Regions from separate parts of the Sus scrofa genome. Here all the other regions are linked to region 1. A link is a contact called in public Hi-C and HiChIP or PLAC-seq data. All regions are on one chromosome and are shown on one strand. The core of a region is the stretch at or near the end of the contact, and the rest is flanking DNA. Distances in the headings are between cores, read along the strand shown.

Region 1 (6,211 bases), core at 1,404-3,903:
CTTCCCTTTAAATTGAGCTGCTCTCCCAAAGTTCAATTAACAAAAGAAAGTGTTAACAAGATTCAACACGTAAACAAAGAACGAGGCCAGCCTCCCTTAAAACAGAACACTTGAATATGAAATTCTCTCAGAAAGCTTCCAGTTCTCAGAAAGTTTTCTCCTACCCCCTCGGATAAAGATCCCACATTTGCCACTCAATAAGAAGCTCAGTAAAATAATTTCAATTCTGCAAAGCGAACAGGGTCAAAATTACTCAAGACAAACACATCTTCAGAGCCATCAAAGAAGTCATTTATACCATCAGGAAAGTCACAAAACCAAAACAAACAGCAAACCCATTGTAGAGAAAAACTCAGCTAGTGTTCTGACAACACAGAATCTATTTCAGGCTGCATAAAACATAACAAGCAAAATAAATCCAAGGTACAAGCAAAATGCCACTGCCTCCTCTTTTGTTTCAGGCACAATGTAACAAGGGCAGCCTGTCTGGGGCTCTGCTCCTGCTGATACAGTATTGCTGCTTAAACCTCCCTCCTCAAGGTCACAGCCAATTTCAGCTCTGGAATAAAAAGCAGATAGTGGCAGCGATGGTTTGGGTTATCACTGGCAGAAAAGCAGAGTGTAAAAGTTTATGAGCTCATCAGGATTGTTGTACCATTACATCAGAGGCAATTATAAATGGCCAAGAGCAGGAGATGGGGAGCCAATCAGATCACAGATAGGATGTCAACCTAAGACCAACTGTCTCCTGGCTTTGACAGAAGGATTTTACCTCCATAATTCAAATCCCAAACCAAAGCAATCTGCACTTACTACTCCAATCACTCAGCTGTTTACCAGCACTTCCAGGGAGAAGCCCAGGCCACTGGGCGGACAGAGACTAAGACAGGAGACGGCCCGGGCTGCCCTGGGTGAACCGCAGCCGGCCTCTAGCTGCCCCCAAGCAGGCCCCTGCCCAACCTCGAGGTCCCCCGAGCCCGAGGGGCCCCTCCTCGAAAGCACACTTAGGGGACGGCCCAGAGGAAGGTGGGGGGGGCGGGCAGAGAAGAGCAGCAGGTGAGCAAGAAACTGTTCACCCAACTCCCGAGCTCCTAGCACTGCCTACACCCTATCCTGACCCCCCAACACCCCCTCACCTCGGGCTGGGCCCTTTCCTGCACACTCTGCCCCGCACCCCCTTGAAGACCCCCGGAGCTGGAAGGGACCAGGGTAGAGGGAGAAGGGAAGCAGACACTTCTGGGAAAGCCCCACACAAAGGCTGAAGGGAGGGAAAGAGAGGAAGGCAGACAGGCAGCCATTTTAAGAGAGAAGAGCCAGACAATGGCAGCTCCCCAGCAGTGGGGGCCTCGGACTGGGGGTAACCCACGGCTCGGGCCTGCTCCCCGCAGCTGCCACCCACTCCCAGGACCCCGTTCGCCCCAGCCCCCTCCCCTCTCAGCCATGTACCTGCGGGGTCCGGGCGAGCGGCTGCCCCCCGCCGCCGCTGCTCCCAGGGCTCATGGGCGCGTGGTGGCTCCTTTGTTGGGCCCCTCCCGAGGCGGCCGCCACAGCCGCGGCAGCAGCAGCAGCCCCCCAGCACTGCGAGGCCATGTCCGCCGGGCCCTTGCCCGCGCCTCCGTCCTGGGGCCCGCCGCCGTAGTCGCCCCCAGGGTAGCCCTGGTAGCCCCGGGCCGAGCTGGGCGACGTGAGCAGTTGGTTGAGGGTGGGGGTGGCGGTGGGTTGGGGGGTTCCCCCTCCGGCCGCTGAGGGGCCGCCTCCCCCCATGGCCCCGAAGCGCTGCTGAGCGAAGGACGAAGACGACGAGGAGGCGGAGGCGCTGGAGGAGGGAGGCGGCTTGGAGCCGGCGGCCGCCGCCGCGCCGGAGCCCGGAGTGCCACCTCTCGGGGAGCTCAGCGCGTAGGCCTGGGGGGGCGGGGGGTAGGCGCTGCGGTTGGGGTAGTAGGAGTTGTACTGGTGGTTGGGGAAGCCGTGGTCGTGCGAGTTCTGCTGGGGCCCCGCGTAGGGCTCCAGGCCCCCGCCGCCGCCGCTCTGCAGCGCTGCCAGGCCAGGGCTTTGTTGTCCGCCATGTTGTTGGTGGAAGACGGCGGCCGCCGCGGCGGCGACGGCAGACGGGCTCCGGCCGTAGGGTTGCCCGAAGCCGTAGGCTGGGGGCGGCAAGGCGGCCGCCGCTGAGTGAGGAGGCGCCCCCACCCCATCGCTGCTGCCGCCACCGCCGCCGCCGGGCGGCTCCGTGAGGTTATTGTTCAGGGCGGGCCTAGGGCCCGCGTTCCCGTTCGAGTTCTTCAGGTCCGGCTCCGCACCGGGCCCGCCGCCGCCACCGCCGGCTCCGCCGCCGCCGCCGCCGCCACCCCCATTGCTCTCGGCCCCGTCCTGCAGCTCCTTTCCCAGTGGCTGCGGCGGCCCCACGGCGGGGCCCTCGCTTTCCTGCCCGGCGGCTGCCTTCATTTCCCCGCGCTCGGCCGCTGCCGCCGCCGCCTCGCCCCCCGCCTCCTCCCGCTGCTGCTGCTCCGCTTTCTTCAGCTCCGAGGGCGGCGGCGGCGGGTTGCCCAGGTTGCTGGCGGCGGCGGGGGCGACCTGCGCGGCCATGATCCCCGCTGTCTCGTCCGCGGAGAGACCCGGCCCTGTCTTCGTCTTCTCCCCCCTCCCACCCCGCCCCGGGGCCGAGTCCCCCGGGCTGCCCTCCCCACCCGCCCGGGCGGGCCTCGCGGGGCTCCGCTGCTGCGCTGCGCTCGCTCGCTCGCTCCTCTCCCCCCCGCCCCGCCGGCTCAGGCTCCGGGCTGGCGGCGGCGGAGGAGGAGGAGGCGGCGGCGGCGGCGGCCGAGGCGCCGGCGGCTCAGCTGCTCCCGGCTCTGTAGGCTCGGGACCCGGCTCTCCCGGCTCATTCCCCCCAAGCCCTTGCCTGGGAATGAGGGGGGCGGTGGAGGCTCCGCTCCCCAGGGCCTGGCCCCGCTGTGACTCTCCGCTTTCTGCTGCCGGAGAAAGGAGGAGGGAGGGAGGGGAGGGAGGGAGGCGAGGGGGAGGGGGGCGGGGAGGGAGGGAGCGGGGGGAGGGGGACCCGGGACGGGCGGGCTTGAGGGCGCGCGGCAGCAGCCCCGGCGCCGGGAGGCAGAGTCGGAGCGTGGGCCGGGCCGGGCGTCCTGCCTCCCCTCCCCGGCCTCGGCGCGGGCTGAGGCTGCTGCGCGGCAGCGGGCGAGCGAGCGGGCGGGCGGCCGGAGTGAGCGGCTAGAGCGCCCCACTCTCCTCCGAGTCCCCCTCACTCCGACACGAGGCTCAGCACTGCCATTTTACCCAGCGCCGTCGCGGCCTCCTGGCAAACCCGGAACGGAGCGCGGAGCGGGCGCAGGCCGTGGAACGGACTCGCTCCCTTCCCCTTACAAAGGAGGAGGGGAGAGAACCAGCCGCGGCGACGGCAGGCCCTCTGCCGCTTTCGCTCGGCAGCGCCGCCGCCGAAGCTTCGGGGAAAACCCGGCCCGGAGCTCACGCCTCTCCGGAGCCTGTGTCGCCTCCCTCCCGGCGTTCCTCCTTCTCCGGGTCGGTCCCTTCCAGGCCGCGCGGAGGTGAGCGGGCAGTGTGAACTTTACTCGCGGCTGCAAAATTGGCCTGAGCCCGAGACCGCGGCCGCCTCGGCCCGGGCCTGACCCCCTGGCAGCCAGCCTGGTCTCTTGGCTGCTACTTAGCACCTCTACAGCACTTTGCTTCTTCAAAGCCTTTTGCAAACCCGCTCCAAAGACCCAGCTGAGCCTTACATTTTTATCCCCTTTGCAACCTGCATGAAATGACAGATCACTGTTTCAGACGTTCAGTTTTCCCACTCCTCTGCCCTCATTAGCTGGTCCTCACAAGGCCCTGGGGGCATGAGGTCCATTATCCCCATTTTACAGAATCTTAAGACTTCTTGAGACTGCCCTGTGAAAGGGCAGAGGAGGGTGGCTTTAAAACGTAGCAGAGTCCCCAAAGCTGCCTGTTTACTTAACATTAAAAAGGAAAAAAGCAGTTAAGCTGTGCCATATCCAACAATGAGATCAGAATATCAGAATGGGTTTGAGATCAAAGCTGAGCATCTTAACACTGACTTAAAATGGTCACCACTGAAGCTACTTTGGGGATACATGACAGCATTTTAGCAGAACACAAGCTCCACAAAGGGGGACTTGAGCCCTAGTCTCCAAAGACAAGTACTTGTAAGACTGTAAACAGACCACAGAAGCTCCAGGGACTAGAAGAACCTGAATGTTAAAAGGAACCACTGCAGAAGAGGGATGGCCAAATGGAGGGAAACCATTTTCTCCTTCCAGAAAATGGGCAGTCTAACAGGTCACTCAGAAAACAGATGCAACTCCAACTTGTTTTCTATCTTCCGCTGTAAAGAGTCTTCAGAGTTTACATTCTAAGAGATGCTGATGAACCGGAGGTGTACATAGAAAACTCCAGATCCACAGGCCCCACAAAATAACAGCAACAGCCTTTTCCTCCTGTGGCTGACTTGGAATGCTCTGACATGACAGGCTACAAAAGCCAGAGGGGATTCCAGCTCCTCACCAAACCCAAACCTGCCTTGGAAGAAGCCAGACCAGCTAGTTACTAGACGCCAGGGCCTTTTTCCCCCTCAGATTTTGTAAATAGAGACTTCATGGACATAGAACCATTATCTTAGAACTTCCAGATTCTGCAGGCCCGAGAGTACTGGCCATGCCACAGATCACTGAATAATTTCCAAAACCTAAACTCAACATAAGAGCATCTTACACTAAAAAGGCAACACCTTCTTATTACTCTAAGAGTGGTGTTTTCCCCACCCCCCAAGCCAAGAGCCAAACAGGCCTGCCAGGCTTTGACTGACTGGAATGGACCAGTGCCCTCCTTTCACTCATAGTCCTCAGGGGCAACAACTCTCCTGGTGCATTAGGTCCTAGAAACCAAATTATAGGCTGCCTCATAAATAGAGCTTGGCTATTTAATAAACTGCCTCTGAGCTGGCAAACAGTCTTGAGTCCTGCACACAAATGAGGAATTTTTTACATGCAATTACCCTGCCATTTTCAGAGCTGGAGTATAATGAGAAACCTGGAGCCCAGTGAAAATCTGTAAGCCAGAATAAATCTGCCTCCAGAGGAAGCCCCCATCCCCTTTCTTCAATGGCTGTGAAATTTGGAAAGTGCCAAAATCTCTTTCTGACACGTGGGCACGCTGTTTTGAAAACAGCCACCATTTTTATCTAGCAGTGAAGTGCACAAAAATCTATGCACCTGGGTTGGAGGCGATAATGTAACGTTTCTCCTTTCCCACTTAAAAAAAAATTGCAAATCCTTTATAGTCCTCTTCCACCTCTACCTTTAGAGCCCCACACCACTATTCCAGGGACTGCCAAGTTGACGGGAACTTTCTTAGAAACTGGCCCATCAGCTTTCCCTAAGGGCCATGGCAGCGGGAAGGGGGGAGGGGAGGAGCTGGGCACGTGGCTGGCCCGAGAAGCGAGTCTCGGGTTTGGGGCTGTGGGTCCTCCCCTCGGTGGAGTTTTATCCCCCACGGCCCCTGCCTTTTAACCCCACACCCAGGCAGCTCAGGAATCCCGGCGCAGATTGAAGAACTAGGACTAGGACAGCACAACCCGCACGAAAGCGCCTCTGCCACCAACAGCCTGATGGCAAATATGGACTGAATCGTTGACATGGAAACCGGACTAAAGTCTTGCTCGCTCCCTCACTAGAGAGTTCTTATCGCCGTCCCCAACCACACGGCAGTTGGCAAACGCGGACTGGATCTCCAGCCCGGAGGATCGGGCTAAGTTCTCTGTGCGCAGCTTTAACTCCCGCGGCTGCCGCAGCGGAGGGGGCAGGGCTGCCAGGACAGACCGACTGAAAATGGCAGAGGCTGTGCACTTATTTCATCCAGCTGCACAGTGTGCGTGGATTGGGCCTGAGGGTAAGGGAACAACCTATTAAAATCCAAACAGTCAACTGCAAAATGTGGAACTGAGGCCTGCAGGGTTAGCTTAGAGAGGGAAACGTTTGCAGGGAGGACAGCCCTTCCTCTCTTGCAATTTGCTTCCCCTAAGTGTCCGAAATACAAAATTCAGCCAACAAAAGATTGAGCTCGGCTCCTTCCTTTCCTCACTCTTTTTGAAGGAAAACGCCTAAGCCCGGGGATCCGAGTGAGGGTTTGCCTCGGTTCTGAATCAAGGCGCGGGAAATTGGTGGAGCGCAGGGTTCTG
Region 2 (6,211 bases), core at 1,675-4,174, 190 kb after region 1:
TTTAGGCTTGGGCTCTGGCTTTGGAGGAGCAGGTTTCTTTTATTTGGGGGAGAGAAGGAAAGCACAGAACATTAGTACAGTGGACCAAAAAAACCCAACCCACAACCAAACCACAGTACCACTGGCACAGAAGTTCTCCTACTTTGTAAAGTTTGTGGCAGGCTTTCCATTAGAACTTCCTATCTTCAGAAACCCATTCAAGTAACACTTGGTAGTGTCCCATTTTGGCTACAGCCATCACAATTTCAGAACCAGCAAATTCCAAATGGGCAAGAGTCCACAGCAGAGTAAGTCATTCAATACCAGCCACTGACCATAATTCTTGGGAAGCAAAGGGAATTGTTTTCAATGCTTTTTAGTTTCAGGGAATAGTATGAAAAGTTAAAAGTAGACACACTTACAGCAGATAACCTCGCAGATCTTCTCTGTGGCTATTTAAAAAAACAAATAAGTAAAGTTACACACAGGACAGGTGAGCCACTTAAAATCTTTGGGGCCAATGTGTTCAAGACTATAGGAAGTATAGACAGCTTACTCAGGCAAGACTAAGGACACGGTTAATTACTGCCAAAGGAGCCCAAGGCTTTTTGACCCAAAAGAAGTGAAAGTAAGACTTACTTCGTCCTTCACCTTGGCTTTATCCCCTTTAGCATCCCCTTCAGCCTATAAAAAACAAAACCGAAGAAAGTTGCAGCTTCTGAAGCAATTCTTAACGGTTCACTAAGCTTAGCAAAGTCCTAAGGGGAGAAAAAAGAAATCGAAGAGAATCTGGTACACAGTATTTCTAGGACATACAAATGGGGTTTGTAGCATCCCCAGCTCCTATGCAAATCCCTGAAGTGCTCAGAAAGCTCCAGGGGTGCTCTTATGCGTCTGCTTCACGCCGGATCTGGCCCAAAGCACGCAGGGACGCTGGGTGTCCGAAACCCAGCGGCCCCGGGAAGCCCGCGCAAAGCTGGAGCAAGGCGCGCAAAGCGCAGCCCGCGCCGCCGCGCCAGGCAGAAGCAACAGCTGCAGAAGGAGCTAACAAACCCCTCGGAGGCGGGGCTGGAGAGCCGTTGCCATGGCAGCCGTCGAGGGCGGGAGACGGAGGCGCACGCAGCCGGGGGAACTCGTGGGCGGCAGCGGCGCGCACCAGCGCGAGTCTCGTGCGCTGGGTCCGTGGGCGGCGCGCGAGTGGAGGAGGGGCCAACCCGAGAAGTCCCGCCCTCAGGGGGAGGGCCCCGCCCCCTCACGGCGGCAGTTTTTTGGCGGCAGCGCGTTCCCCCGCCCGCCAACCCCGAACGCCGCCTTCCCGCCCTTTCGGGTTTGAATTGCCCGCCCGCGGGGAGGGGAGGGGGCCTGGGGATGGGGGGGAGGGGGCGCGAGGCGGGCACGTCGAGCCCAGGGGAGCGGGATAAACAGCCGCCAACATGGCTCCTCCCGCCGCGGCCGCCGCTCCTCCAATATGGCCTCTGGCGCCCGCGGGCAGCCGAGCCGCGCAGGGTTACCCCGGGGCCGCCTGACACCGCCTCGAGCCACCGCGCCGGGCAGCCGAGCCTGCTTCAGCTCGGCGCCGATTCTCGCGCCCCAAAGCCGAGGAAGCGGCGGCGGCAGCATTGGTGATCACGGCGGCGGCCCAGAGCCTGGGGCCCTCGCGCCACGTACCTTTCTCTTGGGCATGGTGACGGCGGCGGGACGTAGGCGCTGGACACGGGGATGCAGTGGCGCGCGAGCTTTGGTCGGTCCAGGGGTCGCTCTCGCCTCTTCTTCACACTGCTCGGGCTCCGGGGGGTTTATAAAGTTTTTATAGCGCTGGGAGCCCCGGACCGGTTAGAACCGGATTTCACCTCCCGCCGCCGCTCATTGGCCCAGCTGGGGTCACGTGGGCGGGGTTTAAACTCACCTCCTCTGGAGGGAGTGAGGAGGGGGGTATGGGGGGGAGGGCGCGCGAGACGGCGGCGCGCCTAGGGGTGGGGGCGCAGTGGGGGAGGCGCACATCGAAGGCTATAGTTGAGAGGGGGCTGCGAGTCGGCGGGCTGTGGGTTTCGGCTCCCGCCAAGAGCTGGCTTTTGCAAACTACCAAGTTCCTTCCACCTTATGCAACCGAGCTATCCACTTCTCCAAGCCGTGCGACACTTAGGGCGCATCTCAGCCGCTTTCCTTCCTGTTCCCGCTGGGGGCCCCAGAAGAAAGGTTTGCTCAGCCTGGCCGCAATGTCCTTTGCCGGAGGCGGGAAGAAGCGCGCGGCTTCGAGGCACTGGTTGCAGTTCCCAGGGCCAAGGCTGACGCCGAAGTGGGAAAAGAGTGGAGAAGCCAGCTTGGCGCAGCTGGACGTGCATCCTTCCAAACCTCCACTCGGAGGAAGCTTTTCATGCACCTCACCTGGAAAGCGGTCCACTCGAGGTGGGTAGGGGTTCGAGGGGGGCACTTTACAAGCAGAGGTACATTTCGGGTGCAGTGGGGCAGGTAGGAGCTGTCCTTTCAGCACCCGTTGCTCAGCTGCCTCCCCAAGTATCAACGAAGCCCCCCAAAGCTTGTCGAGTGCCTCCCTTAGGTCCTTGTATTCCCACATCTCAGAACCCCGCCACAGAATGACGGAGAGTGGCCGCCAAGAAGGCTTACTAGCACTCCCCTCCCCCTAAGCTCCTCCCGCTTCGGAGACATCAAGCTCAGCTGCCCCCACCCGACGCGGTCACCAAGCCTGGGCGCTGCAAACGCAGCTGGCGAAATCCCTCCTTCCACACTGGCAGACTGGCTTCCTTTCACTTGCGCGAGGAAAAGGACAGTGGAGGAACGCGTCCGGGGGATTAGGAAACAAGTAGAGGAACAGGTGTTGAGATGGCAAAAGGGCTTTTCCAGTGGCTCCCCCTCCTCCGCCCCCAAAGCTAGGGATCTTGGAAGTAGCCAAGTGCACCTTGAGGGAGGTAGACAATTGCTGCAGCAAAACACAGTCTACTCTTGTACTGTTCGCAAACAAGTTTTACATCTAAGAATTTTTAAAATTCTGTTTGACACCCAAGAGAATACAATACGATAAATATCCTCAAGTTGGGGCTTGGCTCACAGGTGGGAGGACATTTAAATAGGTCCCACCTAGTTTCTTGAGGCAAGAGTTGAGCTGGTTTGTACAAATCACACCAGTAGAAAGCACCCACAAGGAGTTCATGTCAACTATTTGCAGTCGCTGTGCCTGTACAGCAGTGGTCCTCAGCCTCTTCTCCTCCCCACCCCTTCAGTGCCTCCTGAGGCAGCCCCTCCTCACCACACCCCACTGTGTACCTTTCCCAGAACACAGGACCTCAGGCCAAAGAGATACCAGCCTGATTAATCACTTCTGCTGTACCCCAATCTACACTGGAGAAAGTCAGACCCAGAAAGGAGACAGGACTCAACAATCATGCTCACAGGGCAGATTCCGTTTGCTGCCTCCAGCCCCTCTTTCCCGCCTTAATTGTAGGGCTCTGCATAACAGCCACATAATTCATGCCTCCCTAATTAAGGCTGTCAACAGCCCCATTGTAAAACTGGAAAATGTACAGCACCTGCTCTCTGGGAACCCTGTGCCAGGGATTGGTAGTGGGGAGTGCCAGGTGTGTGTGGGGGACTTGCCAAAGGGTACATTGATTGGCTTCTCAATCGCAGTGTCTGGCATTATGCTTGATTCTGGGAGCAGGGATGATGGCCAAGGAGTCTCTTGTGCCAGGTATCCAGGCATAGGAAGGGGAGGAGCAGACTGGAGTATAGTCAAGTTAGGGGTTTTAAAGAGTCTGCTCTTAGTACTGCTTGCAAGGCCCCACCTCACCCCTAGAGGGGGGTGCTGGGGAATCGGTTTGCAGAGAGTAAAATGTGAAGACTAAACAGAGTAGCTCTTGGGTGGTATTACCAGCTGGTGCTTGCTGCTCTGGGGCACCTGAAGCATAGAGTTGCTCAGGCCGACAGCTCTTCAAAGGCACTAATCCTCTCAGCAGCTCCTCAGTGAGGCCTGGGAGGGAGAGGTAAGGGAAAGGACACAGCCTTTCACTTGGCCCTCTTCTCCCTGCTGGGCAGCCTTGGCCTCACAAGCTGAGACTGCCATGCTGAAAATATATTGTCTCATGGGCCTACTTAGGGGCCCAGGTCAAACACGGACAGAAGCCTCAAAGAGTAAGGAGGTGGGAAGCAGAGTTGAGATGCAGAGGGCAGGAGGCAGTCAGTTGGGAGAAGTGCTTGTTTCTGTGCTCTTGGTCTTGACGTGTTCCAGGGAAGGAGGCCTGTGCTGGGTTAGATTCGCCAGGGCCTAAAGGCCCTTCTGTTACCCTGTAGCCATGGAGGGGGCCAGTCTCACTGGGGAGTGGAGCCTGGCCCCATGCCCCGCAAGAGGAGGAGAAAAGCTTGTGTGGGCTGAGTCGACAATAGGTAATTGGATTGTAATCACCCGCCTGGCTTCCGAGCGCCATTGGGGGCGCTGAGCCTTTCAGTGAGCAATCAGCACTGCGTGGTGGGAGGGGGTAGAGAGTCAATAGCAAATCCCAGGTGGAGAGCCAAGGGGGAGGAGCAGCAGATGGGCAAATTTTCTTTCTGTCTCTCCACTTCCTTGCCTAAATAACGCTGGCTGCCTATTAGCTATTTACCAGCAGATTCAAGGTGGAGCCACATCTTTTGTGAAGACTAAGATGGATGGGTAAAGGACCAGGGTTTGGGGGAGACCTCTTTCCTTGAAGGATTGCTGGTGGAAAAAGAAAGTACAGTGAGAAGCACAGGTAGAGGTGGCAAAAGTGGAAGAAGCAGGCAGCAGAAGGGCTATGGCCCCCTACTCACCAAACCTACTGGTGAACAGAGCTGGGTTTAGCGTACTTGTGGGAGACTCTCACCCTCAACCTTCCCCAAGGGCACTGTCCCAGGCAGCCCCAAGGTATGTATCTATGGCACGCAGACCTGGCCTCTAGGGCTCCCTGGCCAAGCAAAGGAAACACAATTCATCTTCAGGAGGGAGGTGCCTTTCACCAAGAAAGGGGAGTGGGGCCCTGGAGGCAGAGGGCAGGGCGAAGTGGCAGGAGGCCAGCCTCACTCAGGCTGATGCGGTGCCCAGACGTGCCAGCCAGTCAGCCCGCTTGAGTTCCAAGGCCTGCAGGAAGACTTGGACTCGCTCTTCCCTTCTGGCTAGGAGTTTGTGCAAGCGTGTCCGTCGGAGCTGGGTGTCTCCACTGGCCTGGAGCCCCTCTTGCAGCAGCTGCTCTGTCACTGCAGCCTGGTCTCTCTCCAGCTGCTGCCTCTTCCGCTCCTCTGCATACATGTCTCGGGCCTTCTGCTAGAGAAAAGTGGGGATTGGGGTGGGGAGATCATTTTTAGGTGTGGGTGGAATTGGGATAGAAGAGGTAGGGGGTGGGGCACAGGAGAGGCCAAGGTAAGTGGAACATGGGGAGTCTGTACCAGAGTTGGAAAGGTTTAGGAGGTGATGGGCAGTGCTCATGTTGTATAGGCAGGGCAGTGGCAGTTCTGGGTCCATCTTGGCTTGTTTTGGGTGGAAGCATCTATATTTCTTTTTTTGTTGTTTTTTTAGGGCCACACCCATGGCATATGGAAGTTCCCAGGCTAGTGGTTGAATAGTAGCTGTAGCTGATGGCCTAGGCCACAGCCAGAGCAATGCCAGATCTGAGCCACGTCTGCCACCTACACCACAGCTCACGGCAACACCGGGTCCTTAAACCACTGAGTGGGTCCAGGGCTTGAACCCACATCCTCATGGATACTAGTCGGGTTCATTACTGCTGAGCCACAATGGGAACTCCAAGCATCTATGATTCTTGAAATTCTTCTCAGGTTTGCACTTGGAAGGGAACCAATGTGGGTCTGACTTCTGGTTTCCCCACCACCTAGCTTTGTGGCTTTGGGCAAATCCTCTCCTAACCTCATTTCTTCATTTGTAAAGTGGGGGTTGTGCCTACCTTGAAGAGTGGTTTTAAGGATTAGAGGTAATATATGCAAAACTCCTCTAGCATATTAGCAGGCTGTCAAAGAAAAACAGCGATCTTACAAGTTATTACCTGCCTATTCTCTGATGCAAGGAAGGTCCTATTCCTGCCTGGGGCACACCCATTGGTTCATTTCCTTTGGTTTCCCAGGTTACTCGAAGGGTGCCATCTTCCCAACTCCCTAAGTTATTTTTTAGAGTTTGGCTCCAGAACTGCTTTCCACATGGAGACCAGCCTGACTCGCCCAGAAAATGACCCTCCTGTGAACATTCTGAGAA
Region 3 (6,211 bases), core at 2,709-5,208, 160 kb before region 1:
CAGGAGTCATCCCATCATTCCACAAGTCCAGTCAAGCAGTTATAAAAACAGGGGCTAGTGCAGGATTCCAGAGATGTTCTAAGACCCATTTCCTTCCCTCCAGGAGCCTTAAATCTCCCTAGAGAGAGAGAACCCGCATCTGGAAAGGATATATGGTATGGCATGGATGTGAATGCTGGCTCTGTCCCTCTCTTGGTGTACTATCTTGGGCAAACCTCTGAACTGAGGTTTCCTCACTTACAGAATGGGAATAATAGTACTTACCTCACAGGGTTGTTGGGGTGATTAAAGGAGCTAAGGTATATGAAGGGCCTGACACACAGTAGACAATGGGTATCAGTTCTTTTCCCTTTTCTCTTTGTGACATAAAGTATAAGGCATAAAGGGGAGTTCCCGTTGTTCCTCAGCGGTAATGAATCCAACTAGCATCCATGAGGATGCAGGTTCGATCCCTGTTCCTGCTCAGTGGGCTAAGGTTCCAGCAGCTTTGACACGAGCTGTGCTGTAGGTTACAGATTTGGCTCACATCTGATGTTGCTGTGGCATAGGCTGGCAGCTGCAGCTCTGAATTGACCCCTAGCCTGGGAACTCCATATGCCGCAGGTGCAGCCCTAAAAAAAGGGAGGGAAAAAAAAAAAGGTGTAAACTGTGTATTGATTAGCACTGAGTGGTTCAGAGACCAGTGAGGGTACTGTGGGCCCTGGTACGGGGGCTTCACATAGGCCGTAGAACTTGAGGGATGAGGAGGATTTAACCAAGCGAAGAGGTGGTGGAGTGGAGGGCGGATACCCAGGCAAGGAGAACAACATGTCGAAAGCACAGGGAGAAGAGGGAGTCAGGCTTGTGGGGGGAAGGGGCTAGGTAGGTTGAGGAACACTCAGGCATGGAGAGGTGTGTTGGTCAGGCCTCAGGGGCCCAAAGTGTGCTGGTTCTCAGAAATTTGGAGGAGCGGATCTGAGGTCCCATCTCCAGGACCTCCTGTGCCCTGAGCTGCCCTCCTTGTGGTCATGGGGTCAAGAAGCTGGACAGGCAGGTCACCTCTCCCCTTTGTCTCCTAGGATGATGACCGGGGCGAGGAGTGGGAGCGGCACGAAGCACTGCATGAGGACGTGACCAGGCAGGAGCGGACCACTGAGCGGCTCTTTGAGGAGGAGATCGAGCTCAAGTGGGAGAAGGGCGGCTCCGGGCTGGTGTTCTACACTGATGCCCAGTTCTGGCAGGAGGAGGAAGGAGGTAATGCAGGCACCAGACAAGGGCAAGGGCAGGACTGATCCCTGCTGCCTTCGCTCGGGGTGCTTTGCTCCACGCAGTGGGTTCCCTGGCACTGAGCCCAAATAAAGAGCTAGGGAAGGGGCTTACCTTGGTTGTATATGAGAGACCAGTCATCCTTTCTAGGGGTGGGGCATCAGTGGGGTGGAGAAGACCTGTCCTCCTGCAAATTCTGAATGCCCCTCCCAGAGGAGAGATTTGAAAACACAATTAAAAGCCCCAAGTCCTAGAATGTCTAAGACTAGATTTAACTCAAGAGTCCTTCACTTACTCTGCTTGATGCTTTTCTATCTGCAGACTTTGATGAACAGACAGCTGATGACTGGGATGTGGACATGAGTGTGTACTATGATGCAGGTACTGGGCCAGGGGTTGCAGTCCTGGGAGGTGGAATGGTGCCCTGACCTTGCTGTGACACTTTACCAGGCCTGCTTAGCAGAGGCTGAGGCAGGACTGGGGTAGCCCACTGAGAGGGCTCCTCTCTTAAAACATCTCTAGTTGGGTGCATTAAGCACTGGTGGGCAGAGCCTTTTTCCTTTCTTTGTGGAGTAAGGACATGTGGGGACAGCCCTCAGAGAGCTCTGGCTCTGAAAGGCAGGCTCTAGAAAAGTGGGAGGGTCAGGAGTTCAGGCTCTGTTAAGAATTTAGATTCAGGAGTCAAAAATGACCTGGGGGGTTGGGCGGTGGGAGGGGAAGACCTGGTCCTAATTACATCTCTCATTTTTTAGCTCCATGACTTTTCTGCACAATTTCCTTATCTGTAAAATGGGACAGCCATGGTTCTTACTCTTGGCAAGTTCCCAGTCTAATGAGAGAAATAATAAAAGTAATAACACACCATAAAGACAAATACATAAATTTTGTGAGGAGAGCCTGGAAACCTGATTTCCTCCCACTTCTGCTGAGAAAAGCCCTTCCACAAACTGTGCTCTGCTTCCTCAGATGGTGGAGACAAGGACGCCCGAGACTCTGTCCAAATGCGTCTGGAACAGAGACTCCGTGATGGCCAGGAGGCTGGCTCTGTGATCAGGCACCAGGTGGGCACCTTCGAGCGCCACACCAAGGTGAGCACTGTGCCCAGCCTACTGACTCCTCTCTTCTCCTTCCCTACCCCTGTTTCCTTGAGCCCCCACAGGCGCCCCAACTCTTGAGTTCTCTCCCTTTTCTCTAGGGCATTGGGCGGAAGGTGATGGAGCGGCAGGGCTGGGCTGAGGGCCAGGGCCTGGGCAGCCAGTGCTCAGGGGTGCCTGAGGCCCTGGATAGTGATGGCCAGCACCCCAGATGCAAGCGTGGATTGGGGTGAGTATGGCTGAGGGACTTCCCAGGGAGCCCAAGGGAGCCTTTCAACTCTACCCTGGTTCCCCCTGCCCTCTGGTTTTGGCTTAGGTGCTAGAGACTCCCTAGGGAATGACTTTCAAAGCAGAATTAGAAAGAAAAAAAGTAGGACTGGCACTGTTTTTTTCAAGACCAAGATCTCAGGCTTGATAGGATCATTAACTTCCTGCAGGAGTCATTCCCCCAAGTCTGAGCAGTGTAGCCTGGATGATTGCTGTTAGGGATGCAGAGTGGTGACAGTTGTTCTCAATTTTGTCTACTGTTTAAAATGAAAGCGGTGAGGCCGCTAGTTTTTGGTGCTATCTATAGATGGATAAGGGGGCTGGAGAGCAAAGATTTAGATTTAAATGCTTTGTCTTTGGGACAGACTATATACGCGTAGCTATTTCCTGTCCTTTCCAACCCCTTTACTGAGGTAAGAGAGCTGCCCTCTCACTGAGAGCCCTTTTTAATCCAGGTACCATGGAGAGAAGCTGCAGCCATTTGGGCAACTGAAGAGACCCCGTGGAACTGGCTTGGGGCTGATCTCCACCATCTATGATGAGCCCCTGCCCCAGGACCAGGGGGAGTCGCTGCTCCGCCGCCAGCCACCCACCAGTATGAAGTTTCGTACAGACATGGCTTTTGTGAGAGGTTCCAGCTGTGCCTTGGACAGCCCTTCAGAGCCTGAGTGACAGGTCCAGGGGCTTCCTTAATCAGGATCACTCATAATTGCACAGTGGCAGCCCTCTATACGGTCTTATCTAATGCCAAAGCAAAAAGAACTCTGGGAGCAGCAATCTGCCCTAGCCTGTTCAGGATGCTTTTTTAGAACTTGCCTCCTGGCTGTCTACCTCAGGGGCATTTTGACAAAAAGTCCCCAATCCTCCCTTTTGATGAAACGGCTTAATGACCTCTCCCTGGTGGCCGCCTAACCCTGGTCTGTTTGGGCTTGCTCCTGTTGCTTCCCCCAGTACGATGAAAAGCCAAACTGCCTGAGATTACCAGCACAACTTCCCGTGGGGAGGGGTAGGGAGGTCGCCACGAAGCCCAGAAGGAGGGGAAAAGGGACATGGAAGAGGAGAAGATTTGCGCTCTGAAGAGACGGTTTGGGGGCCGGCCCTCCTTCGCCTCTCCCCTTAACTGGCTGGGACCGGGCAGCGGAGAGTCTAAGGCAGTTATCCCGAGTCTGAGACCTAATGGGAGAATAAAGGAGTGTATTACCGAATTTCTCCTCTTCTAACTTGGGCTTGGCGGAAGGTGGGGGAAAACCCTGAAAAGTTCTTCCTGGACCTGCTTACGCCTCATGCTTCGGCGCCGCCACGCCCCTCGGCGCCAAGCTATGTCGTCACTGTAAAGGCGGGACTTCCTCTCCGGCCCTCGCTGTTTCCGGCGTTGTACGGAAGTCGGGTGCTGGTCTGGTCAGTGCCTGGCCATTTGGTCCCCTTACAGCGCGCCTTTTCCAGCTCTCTCTCCTTAGGCGGCTTCCGGGTATCGCTGCCAGTCCCCAGCCAAGTGCAGTTAGGGGAACCCATTGCCCTCGGCTCTTGTCTGCGGTGCGGCTCCCCCCTTGCTTCCTCTCTGAACTTGTCTGCTACGCACTTCCTCTCACTTGTCTGAGCCGTGTGCCGCCCATGGCAGGGGCCGCTCAGACCACGGCCTTTGGGCAAGCGGTGATCGGCCCGCCGGGCTCGGGGAAGACCACGTACTGCCTGGGCATGAGTGAGTTTCTGCGAGCGCTGGGCCGGCGCGTGGCGGTGGTGAACCTGGACCCGGCCAACGAGGGGCTGCCATATGAGTGCGCCGTAGATGTGGGCGAGCTGGTGGGCCTGAGCGACGTTATGGACGAGCTGCAGCTGGGGCCCAACGGCGGTCTGCTGTACTGCATGGAGTACCTAGAGGCCAACCTGGACTGGCTGCGCGCGAAACTCGACCCCCTTCGCGGCCACTACTTCCTCTTTGACTGCCCTGGTCAAGTGGAGCTCTGCACGCACCACGGAGCCCTGCGCAGCATCTTCTCCCAGATGACGCAGTGGGACCTCAGGGTGCGTCTGGGATCTGGCCCATTTTGCGGATGGAGGAACTGAGACGGAGAGGACAGATGCCACGCCCCCATGTCCCATAGCTAAGTATGGGGTAGAATTGCTCTGAAGTAAAACAAGTGTGAATTCGAATTCTGGCTCTACCACTGACTCGGTGTGTGGTCCTGGGAAAGTCAGTTTCATTCTCTGAACCTCAGTTTTCTCATCTGTATAATGAATGTGTTAGTACCCAACTTAGAATTATTGGAAGTATGGAAAGGGTTATGTGGAAAGTGGCATGGTGGTTGTGATTTGGTGGGCAAAAGAAAGTTAAAGAATAGAGTCAGATGCAGTGGGAATTGTACCAGTTGCCTGCAGGAAAGAAATGCCCCATATTTCCTGGGATAAGGAGATGACTCTATTAGAATGAACAGAAGCAGGAGGAGACTAATGGGAAGATTTGCCCTTTGTCCTCAGAAGTCCCCGGTCTGATGGGGAGACATAGGCCCTAATGTTCCTTGCCTCCCCAGGCCACTCTCACCCTGTCTCTTCCTTCCCTCCCAGCTGACTGCTGTCCACCTGGTGGATTCTCACTATTGCACAGACCCTGCCAAGTTCATTTCAGTACTGTGTACCTCCCTAGCCACCATGCTGCATGTGGAGCTCCCCCATGTCAACCTCCTCTCCAAGATGGACCTCATTGAACACTATGGGAAGCTGGGTAAGAGCTCCTGTCCTGGCAGGCAAAAATCAGAGAAGCATCTGGGCTGCACTGGAGCAGAAATCTCAGCTGAAGGTAGCTGCTTCCAGGAACCATGCATGGCCTGGTGGGAGTAGCCACAGGCAGGTCCTGACCCCTGCCCATTTATTTTATGCCACCCTGTGCCAGATATTGTTCTGGGTTTTGGGGGACAAGAGGGCTACAGATGGTTATGTGTATTTTGAAGGAATTAGAAGTAAGTAATGGAACGGGAGTGAGGAGAGTGAACAGTACCATCTGAACTGAGATCAGAATAGTGAGTGGGAGCCTGCCAAGGCAGAACTGTTCCTAGGCAGAAGGACCACTAAGGGCCCTTCAGGAAAGAGCTTTTTGTGTTCTAGGAAAAGGGGGTGGGGAGTTGGGTGAGTCCAGGGTAGCTGAGATAGTGGCTCAGGGAAGGGTGGTAGGAAATGAGGTCAGAGAGGTTAGTAGGGGCCAGAACCTGTACTGTCAAAACAGAGAAGAAAGCCATTGATGAATATGAGGCAAGGGAACAGCATGAACTGGAAAAGTCCTTCCAGCTGTTTTGTGAATTAAAAGGGGCACCTATAAATCCTGTAGTAAGATTTTGCAACAGCCCAGGCAGTGGTCTTGGGAATGGAGAGAAGTAGATAGATTCAAAACTTAACTCCAGAAATAGGATTTGCTGGTGGATTAGACATAGAGGCAGGGGAATTAAGGATGACTCTCAGGTTTCTGACTGAACCAGTGGACAAAGGTGCCATTTATCAAGATGGGAAAGACTTGGGGAGAGGCAAGCTGACAAGGGCATTGCCCAGGGGTTCTAATAGCCAGCTTTTTTTTTTTTTTTTTTTTTTAAATGACTACACCAGCAGCATATGGAAGT
Region 4 (6,211 bases), core at 1,475-3,974, 140 kb before region 1:
ACGTCCTTATATATACCATCCGAGTTGATCACCGATGAGCCACAATGGGAACTCCCACTATGGGCTACTTTACATGTATTTACCTCCTCAAACTTCATAGCAACTCTTAAGAGGAAGGTATTACTTTTGAATCCTCACTTTACAAATGAGAGCAAAGGGTAAGCATGGTTAAGAGCCTTGGCCAGGCAGGCTGGGAGTCAAACCCAGGCAGTTTTAACTCCACATTTTTCGTTAGCGAGCCTTTAATCCAAACCCCTTACGATACAGAAGGGTAAACTGAGAACCACGGATGTATAATGGCTTTCCCAAGGTTGCAAAGGCAGTCAGAGACAGCCAAGCCTCCTGGCCATCAGTTCAGGGCTGACTGAACTCTGGTGTGGTAGGGAGGCCTTGGTGGCCTTTGCCCCGCCGAGCCTGCCCGCCCGGCCAGGCCCAACCAACGCCCGTAGAGCAGATGACTCAAAGGACAGGAACTGATTTTTCCGCAGAACCTCGCCCTGTCCCGCCGCTCTCAGGACGCTGAGCTCTCGGGCCGGGCGGGTGGCAACTTGTCCGACTGAAACCGGGAAAGCGCCGCCCCTGGCACTCAGCTGGTGGCGGGGGCACCTCAGACCCGCAGAGCGTTAGGGTGCCGACCCGGCTAGGGTGAGGGGTGGGAGGTGGCAGGAAGACGCACCGCGCGCGTTCCGCCGCTCACTCCCCTATTGGCCAGCGAGGCCCCGGGGGCGGCCCTCTGAACAGCTTCCTCCCGTGATTGGATGACATGAGCCTCGGGCCCGCCCCCAGCCTCCTACTGTGAAGGCCGGACCAAGCGAAAGGCAAGTTGCTGTTGGGAGCGGAGGCTGCGGTCTTGGCGGGCGAAGACCGGACCTGCTCCCTGCGGCCCTTCCCACTTAGCCTTCGCCTCCTCCTCACCGGCCCATGTCATTTTGTCCCCTTCTCCGAACGCTGGGGGCAGTCCTCATATCTGGGCTTTTAATGGCGGCGTCATACCCCTGCTCCAGGTCGTATTCCCCTCCGCTCAGATTTGAGCACCTGAGACTCTTTCCCGCTCTCAGATCTGGGGTGTTCTGCGCCGCTCACCACAGCGATCCCCTGCGGCGCTGGCTTCAGACCGCACACCTGAGACTGCACTGATTGCTTGTTCCTGACACCTGAGCTCTTCAGCTTCCCGCCCCACGAACCCGGCAAAGGAACCTCAAAGCCGCCTTTGCGCTCACCCGCCACCCCTCCACCCTCCGAGATCAGACCAGCTTGTTGATGGTGAGAGCTGGAGCCTCAGCCTCTCTCCTGGAGTCACTGGCTTCCAGTCTTGCCTACAGGTCACTGAGCCAGCCCTGTGGGAGCTCAGGGTCTCTGTAAATCATGCACCTATTCCTGATCCGTCCCTCCGCAATAAGTGGAAAAGTCAGGAGGAGTGTCACAGGGGAACTTTATTGAGAGGAAACATGGTCACACCCAGCAGACATGATTTCCCTCTCATCCTCGGTCTTGTTGGCTGCGCAGGCGCGCACACACACTCTAGCGCTCGCGCGCGCTCTCTCGCTCTCGCTCTCTCTCATCTACAGTCTCTGCCACACAGTTCAGCTCTCAGCCACAAGGGTGGGACACTCCTCAATTCCTAAGATCCAGAGGCAGGGGGGCAGGAGCGGGGAATCAGGAGGAAGTGGCTGGGCTCAGGGGAGGGGTCTGGGCGGGGTGCAGAGAGCGGGTCAGGGTGGGACGACCAGTGGTCGGAGCACCTGACAGCTGCAGGAAGCTTGGAATCCTCCGGCTCCAGGTGGCCTCAGCTCTGCTGGTTCCTCTCCGTGGAGCCTTTTTGAGCTGGGGCAGGGCATCTGGGGAGAAGGGTTGGGCTTCCCACCCCATACAAGTCCTCTCTGCCAAGAGTGGGGGACTGGAGCAGGCAGGGCAGGGCAGGGAGGGCGGCGGGTGCGGCTCAGCTCTGGGGCTCCTCAGGCGCCTCGCCCCCCTCTTCCCCGGCGTTGTCGGCGGTCCACAGCGTCAGGTTGTCCCGCAGCAGCTGCATGATGAGGGTGCTGTCTTTGTAGGAGTCCTCGCTGAGAGTGTGCAGGTCAGCCATGGCCTCGTCGAAGGTGGTCTTGGCCAGGGAGATGGCCTCCTCTGGGCTGTTGGCGATCTCATAGTGGAAGACAGAAAAGTTCAGGGCCAGGCCCAGGCGGATGGGGTTGGTGGGTGGCATCTCTTTCTTGCTGATGTCCATGGCCTCCTGGTAGGCGGAGCGGGCTGAGTCGATGATGCGCTTCTTGTCGTCCCCCGTGGCCACCTCGGCCAGGTAACGGTAGTAGTCACCCTTCATTTTCAGGTAGAAGACCCGACTCTCCGCGTCACCGGCCTCCTTGATGAGATGGGTGTTCAGCAAGCCAAGCACCGTGTCACACACACCCCGGAGCTCCTTCTCCACCTTCTCCCGATATTCTCGCACCTCAGGGCCCTTCTCTTCCGAGCCTTCCTCATTGCTCTTCTGCTCAATACTGGACAGGACCCTCCACGCAGCCCGCTGACCACCCACCACATTCTTGTAGGCCACTGAGAGCAGGTTGCGCTCTTCGCAAGACAGCTCCTCACCCTTTTCCACGGCGCTCTTCATGAAGGCTGCCATGTCCTCATAGCGTTCAGCCTGCTCGGCCAACTTGGCCTTCTGGATCACACTGGCTCTCTCCATGGCTCTGGGGACAGACAGATGGGCAGGTGGAGAGCTAACTGGCTGCCTCGGGACCAAGGCCGGATTCTGCGCCTCTCCGGCTGCCTGCCTGCCTTTTGGCTGGAAGGCCAGGCCCGGAGAAGGGTGGGGAGGGGCAGAGGGCGGGCCCAGGACTTGCCTCCCTCTCCTCTCCCCCCTCCCCCCACACCCTTTCCGCCTCTTCCTTAAAGGTAAAAGGGCTGGGATGTGGGGGGGTGAGTCATCCTGACTGTCAGCAGGAGAAATTTGGGCGTTGGCTCCACCTGCACCGATACCTTTCCAGGCTCCAGGCTGCCGCCTCTGGGTCAGGGCTTCCATTATATGGGTGCACACGTTAGGGAGCTGCCCCAGTTTCTCAAATCAGATCCCTCTTCACTGCATCCTTCCTGGGGCTCAGGATGGCTTCAGCTACCTGGCCACTATGGACCTAGGCAGAGCCCATAAAGCCAGGTGCAGGAGAAGGGGGTGCCTAATCTGGCCAGGAGTGGTTCCTCCACTGGTTTAGGTGAAATAACTCATTGTCTAGGTAGGGCTATAGTTTCCCAAGCACCTCATACCCATGGTCTAACTTAATCCCTGCTATCTTGGTGAGATGGGCAGGGCTGTGGCTACTACTCCCACTGTAGAGAGGGGAATACTGAGGCTCAGAGAGGGATGAGATTTGCTCAAGGTCACACAGTTACTAAGTTGGACTTCTCTCCCATTCAGGCTTCTGACTTGTGAGCTCCAGACTGTATTTAGAAGGGAGATGTAGGCTTCTTCTGGAGTCTACCTGAAATGCTTACACCCCACCCCCCAACTCCTCTCTCCCCCTCAGGTCCCATCCCTTCTGAGCTCCCAGAATGCACAGGTGGCAGCTTTCAGGGTGCCACTTAATGAGGTGTTTAACGAGCAGCCTCTGACGCTCCAGCCCAGCCTTTGTAATTAGTCACCCAGTAGGTTTTTTGGATACCTTCCCCATCACAGCACAATTTTCCCTTTCAAGTTGGTGGCCTGTTGCCACTTGTGTGAGGACTTACCCTCTGGCTCTCCACGCCAGGTTACCTGCCACCACCCCCCCCGCCCCGCAAGCCGCCTGCCATCATGTATCAGTGGGGCTCACAGAGGGTGGGGACCCAGCTCACTAGCTGTCCCACTTTCCTGCCTGAATCAGCCTGCCCTTTGTCAGAGGCTAGGAAGAAGGCCGCCTGGGTGCTCAGCCCAGTGCGGCTGCGGGGGGAACTGAGAAAAAGGAGGCAGCCATGACACATGCCATTTTGTTTTAGGGGGCAGCTGTCCCCTCTGAGTGCTCCCTTCCCCAGCCTCTCTCTCAGAAGTTTCCCTGCCCCTTCCCTTTGACCATGGCCCCACCTCTGACCCCTGGCACAGGCCTCAGAGATGGAGACTTCTCTATTGCTAATCTTCTGTCCCTGTTTGCTGGGGTGCTGTCTCTGTGTCAGCCAAGAATTTCACCTACAGTTGTTGGCACTGTACCTGGAAGGATGGCTTCCTTTTTATCTGCTCCAGCCCAAGCCAAAGCCCAGACAGGGCTCAGGGGTGGGGCTCCTCTGATTGGGATCCAGCCAGTTTCATCCCTGACCCAGGACCCTTTCAGGGGCCTGTCCCTTCCCAGTTATTCTTGGTGTCTGAACACTCACCCTTCCCTCCCAGAGCCAGAGCTCTGAGGCTCAAAGAGGAGAGGTGCCTCTTTGAAGGAAAAGTAGGGACACGTCTGAGCTGATGCTACAGGTTTTCCAAGGAAGGAAGCAACAGGGATGTTAGGCTCAAACTTCTGAAGGCTTTGCTCAAAACGGATCCCTGACACAGAAAACAATGGAAAGGAAATACACAAAAATACCAATTTACCACGCACATCTTTAGGTAGTAGGATTCTAAGTGTTTTGGTTTTTTTTCTTTTACTTTTCCTCATGTCTTCAGGTTGTCAGTGGTGACTGCATATTAGTTTTCTAAGAGAGACAGAATAGCCTAGTATTTTTGGAGTCAGACTGCCTCGGTTTGGTTCTTACAGGTGCTCTGGCTTTGACTAAGTGACTTAACCTCTGTGAGCCTCCGTTTTCCTAAATGTAAAATGGAGCTCTTGTGAGGATCTAATGAGTTGATGGAAAGCATTTAGTATTAATATCATGTGAAAAAAATCCATCGAACCTTACTATTACATACCCTTGAAGCACTAATATGGAGCTGGTTTCTTTGCTATGAGGAAGGGCCCCAAACCAGGCCTCAGCTGAAGGCCAGACCCTGCCCAGCAGGAGAGAAGATGAAGGACTGGTCAGATGCACTCACTCAACGCTGCCTCCTCCCTTTCCAGCTCAGACATTCCTCTGGCCTCTGCAGGCCCTGGGCCCTCAAGGGCCTTCCTTTGTACTAGTCATCCAGCTCGGGCTGTCCCAAGTCCTGGGGGAAAGAAAGCTGGAGATCTCAGAACACTAGAAACCTGGAAGGCAGGGCCTGGTAGGCCTAGGAATTTTGGAGCTGCTTCTGTATCGAGGAAGGAAGAATTCTCTTCCTCCCCCTCAAGCCAGGAGACCTGGTGGTGGTTCACACAACAGCTCTGGGCAGAGCAAAGAAAGCCTTTTCGCCCTCCCCTGCTGAAGCTCAGAGGTGAATCTGGGAGCCAGGCTGCCTAAGACCTCCTGCCCGCTCTAGCCTGTCGGTCCTGACTCAGTTCCTGTCTCAGGCACCTCCCTTTGCCTCCAGGCCTCCATTTCCCAGGCAGGCAGGAGGCAGCAGGCCCTGGCAGGGCCTGGAGTTCCACCGCCCGCCGCCTTAGTCAGCAGCACAGGAGCTGGGGCTGCAGCCAAAGGGGCTTTCCTCATCCTGCCTGCTTACTTCCCACCTTCCCATACAGCATCCTTCCTACCAGCAGGACCAAGGCCTCTGGTCCCACAGACAACAAGGCCTTCTTAGCTGGTAATAGGACTTAAAAGGTTGTGGCATGGAGAAGGCAGCAACCAGCTGCTGTCCTCCTCCACTGAGAACAAGGACAGGGCTCCGATTGTAGCAGGATGGACTCTGGTTAGATTCCAGAAAGAACTTCCTTGGAAATTTTTTTGGTCTTGGAGTGATCCAATTAAACACATGACTGGAGGAAACTATGGCACCTTCTCCCCTGGTTAGTTATGAACAAGAGTTCAGTTATTCAGCTAAAAGCTCACTCTACTAGTTGGTTGCCTTTGGGAGAGATATTACTTTTAAGTGACTCAGCTATCTGAGTCTTTTTCTCCTCAAGGCACTGCTGTTCAGTCTCCTCTGTGTCCTAGGCCAGGCCAGTCTAGGATACAGAAGTTACTGGAAAGAGAATGGAATCAGGTCCAGGTGTGGGACTGCATCCCAGCTCTGCTACAAGGCCTTGAGCAAGTCCCTTCCTGCCTTTTGGCCTCAGTTTCCCTATTAGAACATGGATGGATGCCAGCACAGAGCATCTCTAAGCCCCCTGCTGGCTCCCAATGACATTCCCTAATTTCAGGCTTTCTCTCTCTGAGATCCCCTCCCCCCAAAGCAGCCCTA

The links. Hi-C and Micro-C count contacts between places; a contact is called where the count stands out from the background. HiChIP or PLAC-seq counts read pairs in DNA pulled down with a chosen protein or histone mark.
Region 2: a contact with region 1 is called in an H3K27ac HiChIP or PLAC-seq map of alveolar macrophages. The contact joins the promoter of HMGN2 here to the promoter of ARID1A in region 1. A contact is called at or near these places in 2 of 2 datasets of contacts at active chromatin or transcription factors (alveolar macrophages and skeletal muscle).
Region 3: an H3K27ac HiChIP or PLAC-seq map of alveolar macrophages shows a contact between it and region 1. The contact joins the promoter of GPN2 here to the promoter of ARID1A in region 1. A contact is called at or near these places in 9 of 47 Hi-C or Micro-C datasets (alveolar macrophages, embryonic fibroblasts, fibroblasts and 5 more) and 2 of 2 datasets of contacts at active chromatin or transcription factors (alveolar macrophages and skeletal muscle).
Region 4: a Hi-C map of epiblast stem cells shows a contact between it and region 1, with 1.8 times the contacts expected there. The contact joins the promoter of SFN here to the promoter of ARID1A in region 1. A contact is called at or near these places in 15 of 47 Hi-C or Micro-C datasets (alveolar macrophages, blood, embryonic fibroblasts and 9 more) and 2 of 2 datasets of contacts at active chromatin or transcription factors (alveolar macrophages and skeletal muscle).

The regions. Positions count from the first base shown.
Region 1 is chr6:84,046,171-84,052,381 of Sscrofa11.1, reverse strand. ARID1A (AT-rich interactive domain-containing protein 1A) reads right to left here and starts at 2,653. Exons shown (of 20, transcript XM_021095630.1): 1 at 1,447-2,653. The coding sequence starts at 2,586.
Region 2 is chr6:83,853,827-83,860,037 of Sscrofa11.1, reverse strand. It overlaps HMGN2 (high mobility group nucleosomal binding domain 2), which reads right to left and starts at 2,924. Exons shown (of 7, transcript NM_001244114.1): 1 at 2,913-2,924; 2 at 1,648-1,745; 3 at 619-663; 4 at 402-431; 5 at 1-36. The coding sequence starts at 1,662. DHDDS (dehydrodolichyl diphosphate synthase subunit) reads right to left here. Exons shown (of 9, transcript NM_001244123.1): 9 at 4,937-5,266. The coding sequence ends at 5,030.
Region 3 is chr6:84,207,476-84,213,686 of Sscrofa11.1, reverse strand. It overlaps GPN2 (GPN-loop GTPase 2), which reads left to right and starts at 3,958. Exons shown (of 5, transcript XM_003127718.4): 1 at 3,958-4,628; 2 at 5,169-5,325. The coding sequence starts at 4,218. GPATCH3 (GPN-loop GTPase 2) reads left to right here. Exons shown (of 11, transcript XM_003127719.5): 3 at 1,059-1,233; 4 at 1,567-1,626; 5 at 2,212-2,333; 6 at 2,441-2,568; 7 at 3,062-4,779; 8 at 5,169-5,325. The coding sequence ends at 3,278.
Region 4 is chr6:84,185,034-84,191,244 of Sscrofa11.1, reverse strand. SFN (stratifin) reads right to left here and starts at 2,724. Exons shown (of 1, transcript NM_001044564.1): 1 at 1,421-2,724. The coding sequence starts at 2,686. The coding sequence ends at 1,940.